2 separate regions of the Mus musculus genome follow, and region 1 is linked to region 2. A link is a contact called in public HiChIP or PLAC-seq data. All regions are on one chromosome and are shown on one strand. The core of a region is the stretch at or near the end of the contact, and the rest is flanking DNA. Distances in the headings are between cores, read along the strand shown. Region 1 holds the start of Krtap4-8 (keratin associated protein 4-8). Region 2 has its middle 20 kb from the start of Krt23.

Region 1 (2,700 bases), core at 92-2,591, 310 kb before region 2:
ACAACAACAACAACACTCCTATATGTATCATTGTTTATACATACTACCTACTTTACAACTACAAGCCAAAGAAAACACAAAGAGAACAAATGTTTGCTAAGCAAGTGTGGTAAAAATTTACGAAATATGCTTGGTCATTAAATGGTCTTAATTAAGACTTTTAATGATGTCACCACATAGCTACAGCAAGTCTCTGCCTGTTTTTATACCAACAGACCATGAATAATGTACTGGTAACATTCCTCATTTTTAGAAGGCCTAATCACCTGGACACTTGGGTGGGATCTTTTGCACTCTTTAAGTCATTAATGTATCCTGACTATAAATAAATAATAGCCGATAGCCTTTCATATAGAAGTTTCCTTTTAAAAATTACTCATTCTTTTTCCATTTTTTCATAGGATGAAGGATGAAGTCAAGTTTACTTACTTGAGTAGAGACAGGTGACACAGGAGATCCAGAGCCAAACAGAGCACGAGGCACTAAATTGATCATCTAACTGAAGCTACAACTTAGAAAAGAAAGAGCTTGGATCTGGAGTTGCTATCAAAGTAAGACAACTAGGCTAGCGAGACAGAGGTGGGGGGGAATCCCACATGGCAGAAATAAGGTGTGTGGTTTTGAGGCTGAGTTGTGCTATAGTCCATGTCTCCTAAGACATGCTGAAATTGAGTGTTACAGTTTTCTCTCTGAAAAAAAAAATCAAAATTTCATCATTTAGTTTTCTACCTAAAATTGTTCTGTGTTTCTCATTGAACAATAATCTATAACGTAAACCTTAGTCCACATGGGGTAGGAGATATGGCTTAACAGGCTCCCTATTCTCAGACCACTGGCATTTCTGTGGTCAAACGTTCTGTTCCCGTCTGACCCATTATGGATGAGCCATCAGTATGATAAAGTTTTATTCTTCTGGGTCAGCAGAAACAATTATGGACCTGTAGTCCCAATGGTTATCTAAGGATAGACAGTAGAGCTGTCTAATATGAGGCTGAATCATAGAGTAACTAGAAATATGATGTCATGGGACAATTGTTTGGAAGAAACTAAAGCAAGAAAGACACTTCGAAGATGGTTCAGCGAGAGCTGATGATGACTCTTACCACCAGGAAAAGAAACTGGGCTCCCCAATTACCTTCATAATTTAGTTAGGAAAAAAATCCCCTAATTTGGGAGTCAACTGTTTATTAACACAAACAATAACAAGCAAAGAATGCTGCATGTGAGGACAGCAACCACTCAGCAGGGTATAAAAGGGGACATGGGCAGGGAGACTCCCACTTCCAAACCTTCCAACCCACCTTGTTGTAAACCTACCAAGAACCTCCACCTCTAACACCATGGTCAGCTCCTGTTGTGGCTCTGTCTGCTCTGAGGAGGGCTGTGGCCAAGGCTGCTGCCAGCCCAGCTGCTGCCAGACCACCTGCTGTAGGACCACCTGCTGCCGCCCCAGCTGCTGTGTGTCCAGCTGCTGCAGACCCCAGTGCTGCCAGTCTGTGTGCTGCCAGCCCACCTGCTGTCGCCCCAGCTGTTGCATTTCTAGCTGCTGCAGGCCTTCCTGCTGCCGCCCTAGCTGCTGTGTGTCCAGCTGCTGCAGGCCTCAGTGCTGCCAGTCTGTGTGCTGCCAGCCCACCTGCTGCCGCCCCAGCTGCTGCATTTCCAGCTGCTGCAGACCTTCCTGCTGCCGCCCCAGCTGCTGTGTGTCCAGCTGCTGCAGGCCCTCTTGCTGCATCTCCAGCTGCTGTCGCCCCTGCTGTCGTCCCTGCTGTGGTAGTTCTAGCTGTTGTGGATCCAGCTGCTGCCGCCCCACCTGTTGCATTTCTAGCTGCTGCAGGCCTTCTTGCTGCCGCCCCAGCTGTTGTGTGTCCAGCTGCTGCAGACCCCAGTGCTGCATCTCCAGCTGCTGCCGCCCCACCTGTTGCCAGACCACCTGCTGCCGCCCAGCATGCTCTAGTGGCTCTTGCTGCTGAGAACCATCACCCACAGTCTCCTGTTCTTCATCACCCCACCATTCCTATTGTAGACCATTTGTGAGCTGAACCCAAGATGCCAGTCAAAGGCTCTATTCCAACTGATAATGATTTTGGGTCCCAAATATATTGTCCCTATTCCTGCATGTTTATCAACTGTCTCTAAAATAATCACAAGTTTACATTTTCTCCTAAATCTGTAAAGTTTGGCCTTATCCCCATAGACAAATTTGTTCTTTACCATATTCCTAAAAATGGACATTCTCTTATATATTAAATAAATCTGAATTTTGTAGGCACACAAATATATATCTTGTCTCTTTATTTGTCCTCTTAGATTATTTTCCTCATCTATCAAGTTCTGAAGCTGATTTTTTAAGTACAAAGACAGGTGTGCCAACACTGCCCCCATGGCACAGCTCCTCCTATACAGATAGATGCTTTCATAGAACAAATGCATGGTCCTCTGTGCTGAGAACTTTCTCTGGTTGAAGAGGCAGCAGTAGGTAGGAGATTGAAGAGTTCTCATAGTGAGGGGGTAGGGTGAGCACAAGCCCTTACTCACTCAGTCGAGTGACCATGCATCCCACAGCTTTCCCTGGGTCTTCGGTGGCATGAAACCCAGCTGCTACTGGAGGTGTTCTGCTCACACCTGTCCTGCTGACTTATGTCCCCAAGGACAAGCAGCCTAACACCTGTGTTCCCAACCCCAGTGTCCCTTCCCTCTCAC
Region 2 (2,700 bases), core at 189-2,688:
AGCTCATAACGTTTGTGTTATTTCTTATATAGAAATAACTAAAGCAGACGAGAAAATCGGAGTGTCTTAAATACAAAAATAGTATTTGCCCGATGACAGTAGCTGATTTATTTTACCATAGCTAAAAAGTACATTTTTATCCCATTGAGACTCAGAGGAACCTTTTGTTAACACTCAAATGGAACTTTCCAGAAGTCTTGGTTCAACAGAGACAGGTGAAGCATCAAAGAGAAAGAAGCTAAGGTTTGCCCTCCTCAGAAGCTGAGGTCTGCCCTCCTCAAAGACCATAGAGAATAAAGCCACTTCCCCTGTGTTTTCATAGCTGCCCTCTCTGCCCTGTCCCATGAGGGGACAAGCAGTGGTTGACTCTAGCCTGAACAGGAGAGAGAACGCCTGCTCCTCCCAGAGCATGCTGGGATGTCCAAGTGGATTCTTATCTTTGAGTTTCAATTGCTTCCGACTGTTTGCCTTCCTCATTCCACAGACGTTAATAATTTCCCTATAAATATTCATCGCTCTCAGTGTCACACAGATGGAGTTTCATCGCAGGGCGATCCATTTCAACACAGGCAGCCTCCACCTGGAGGGTAATACCATTCAAGGATGAGATGATCGTGACCCTCAATGACTCCCAGTTACATTAATCAGTTGTTAATACCTTGGGATTAAAAACTCCTTCATTCTGGGCTAGACTCTTACGATCTTTAATCAATAAATGCTTTTAGAAGTGGGAACAAAACACCCATGGAAGGAGTTACAGAAACAAAGTTTGGAGCTGAGATGAAAGGATGGACCATGTAGAGACTGCCATATCCAGGGATCCACCCCATAATCAGCATCCAAACGCTGACACCATTGCATATACTAGCAAGATTTTATCGAAAGGACCCAGATGTAGCTGTCTCTTGTGAGACTATGCCGGGGCCTAGCAAACACAGAAGTGGATGCTCACAGTCAGCTAATGGATGGATCACAGGGCTCCCAATGGAGGAGCTAGAGAAAGTACCCAAGGAGCTAAAGGGATCTTCAACCCTATAGGTGGAACAACATTATGAACTAACCAGTACCCCTGAGCTCTTGACTCTAGCTGCATATGTATCAAAAGATGGCCTAGTCGGCCATCACTGGAAAGAGAGGCCCAATGGACACGCTGACTTTGTGTGCCCCGGTACAGGGGAACGCCAGGGCCAAAGGGGGGGAGTGGGTGGGTAGGGGAGTGGGGGTGGGTGGGTAAGGGGGACTTTTGGTATAGCATTGGAAATGTAAATGAGCTAAATACCTAATAAAAAATGGAAAAAAAAAATTGAACCTTGAAAAAAAAAAAAAAAAAAAAAAAAAAAAAGATTGGGGGGGGGGGTTAGCATATGCCCTGGAGTGTTCGTGTTTCCTGGGCATGCTGATTTCCTGACTCGACAACGTGTCTGAGTTCATTCCTGGATGTGACTCATCCCTTCTCACTTACTATCTCATCACCACTGCCTGTCACATCTTTTTAAGGAGGATTAGAACATTTCCAGAACTTTCCGTTGAGATCATTTAAAAAGGAAAAGAACATGCCCCTGCTGTAAGGTAATGGGCTGGTTTAACTCAGTTGAGTTTTCTCTACCATCTCTGTGCATGGCTCTGTGTGTCTACATCAGTTTAATCATCCCAGCACTCACCAAAAATCTCCCTCTGAATTTTAAATGAGAATTCATCTAATGAAATTATGAATCATTTCAAGAAGACTACCGGTCTATGCTAGTTTCAAGATACATGTATACAACACAACCCAACACTCATACACATGACATAAAAATATATACATACTAGAAAAATATTAATAACTAACCATGGCTGGGAGGGTGACTCATTTGGTAAAGCACTTGCCTTGCAAGCACAAGAGCCTGAGTCCAGCACTCATAAAAATTCCAAGTGCGGTAGCACATGCTTGTGGGGAAGAAGAGAGTGTAGGATTCCAGGGCCTCTGAGTCTAGCTAAACTAAGCCTCATTCGTGAGCTCTAGGCCAGTGAGAGATCCCACCTCAAAAGCTGTGTACGGTGTTCCTGAGGATGTCTTCCGTTGCTCTCCAGTGTCCACACACGTGTGCATAACCAAACACACAAGCACACCTGCTTGTACGCATGTGCCCAGACCCAGATGATTGTGGGTGTGCATATGCACATATGTGTACCTTTAAAAGCCTGTGAGCCCTTCATCTATGTTACACATTGACTTCGTGTAACACGGCCATAGCCATGCACGACTTCATTGTCTGCACTTTGCAATCTATGAAACCGAGGCTCAGATGGAGCACGTTGACGTGCCTGGGATCCCTTAGTCATAAAATGGTGGCTCCTGAATTTGTGCCCAATGTGCTTCTGCTTTATGCCACAAGAGTCACAAACGATTTCCAAAGAGTTGTGAAAAAAAAAACTAAACATGCATCATGCAGTTTAATGGACATTTGCTAAATGTGTTTTTTTTTTTATCTGAAATGTGAAGCCAGGATGGGAAATCTGAGTTTTCAGATTTGAAGGCAGCTGGACTCCCATATTCCAGTGGTGATCAGACCTGATCTTATTGACATCGTACCAGCACTGTATGTGTGAGTCGGATAATCAGGACCAAAGAGTGACAGGATATTATAACCGTCTCACTACCCAAAACTTGAAGCATTCATGCAATGCTGTCTACAGACACGATCTCTTAACCTGAAA

What was found. HiChIP or PLAC-seq counts read pairs in DNA pulled down with a chosen protein or histone mark.
Region 1: a contact with region 2 is called in a FOXA1 HiChIP or PLAC-seq map of pancreatic cancer cells. The contact joins the promoter of Krtap4-8 here to the enhancer-like site in region 2. A contact is called at or near these places in 19 of 39 promoter capture datasets (the 3T3-L1 cell line, the C10 cell line, the HPC-7 cell line and 9 more), 2 of 15 datasets of contacts at CTCF or cohesin (both in the NIH/3T3 cell line), 3 of 484 Hi-C or Micro-C datasets (adipose-derived mesenchymal stem cells and cortical neurons), 2 of 115 datasets of contacts at active chromatin or transcription factors (embryonic stem cells and pancreatic cancer cells) and 1 of 9 other capture datasets (macrophages).

What each region holds. Positions count from the first base shown.
Region 1 is chr11:99,779,284-99,781,983 of GRCm38.p6, reverse strand. It overlaps Krtap4-8 (keratin associated protein 4-8), which reads left to right and starts at 1,341. Exons shown (of 1, transcript NM_001085547.2): 1 at 1,341-1,970. The coding sequence starts at 1,341. The coding sequence ends at 1,970.
Region 2 is chr11:99,471,344-99,474,043 of GRCm38.p6, reverse strand. No RefSeq gene overlaps it. Among named protein-coding and RNA genes, the nearest start is that of Krt23, 20 kb to the left of the region's middle. Within about 2 kb of position 1,438, at least 45 of the 459 cell types and tissues checked have an H3K27ac peak or open chromatin away from gene starts, as enhancers often do. A contact at or near this core is called in the NIH/3T3 cell line, the SN4741 cell line, adipose-derived mesenchymal stem cells and 2 more, where this site is marked.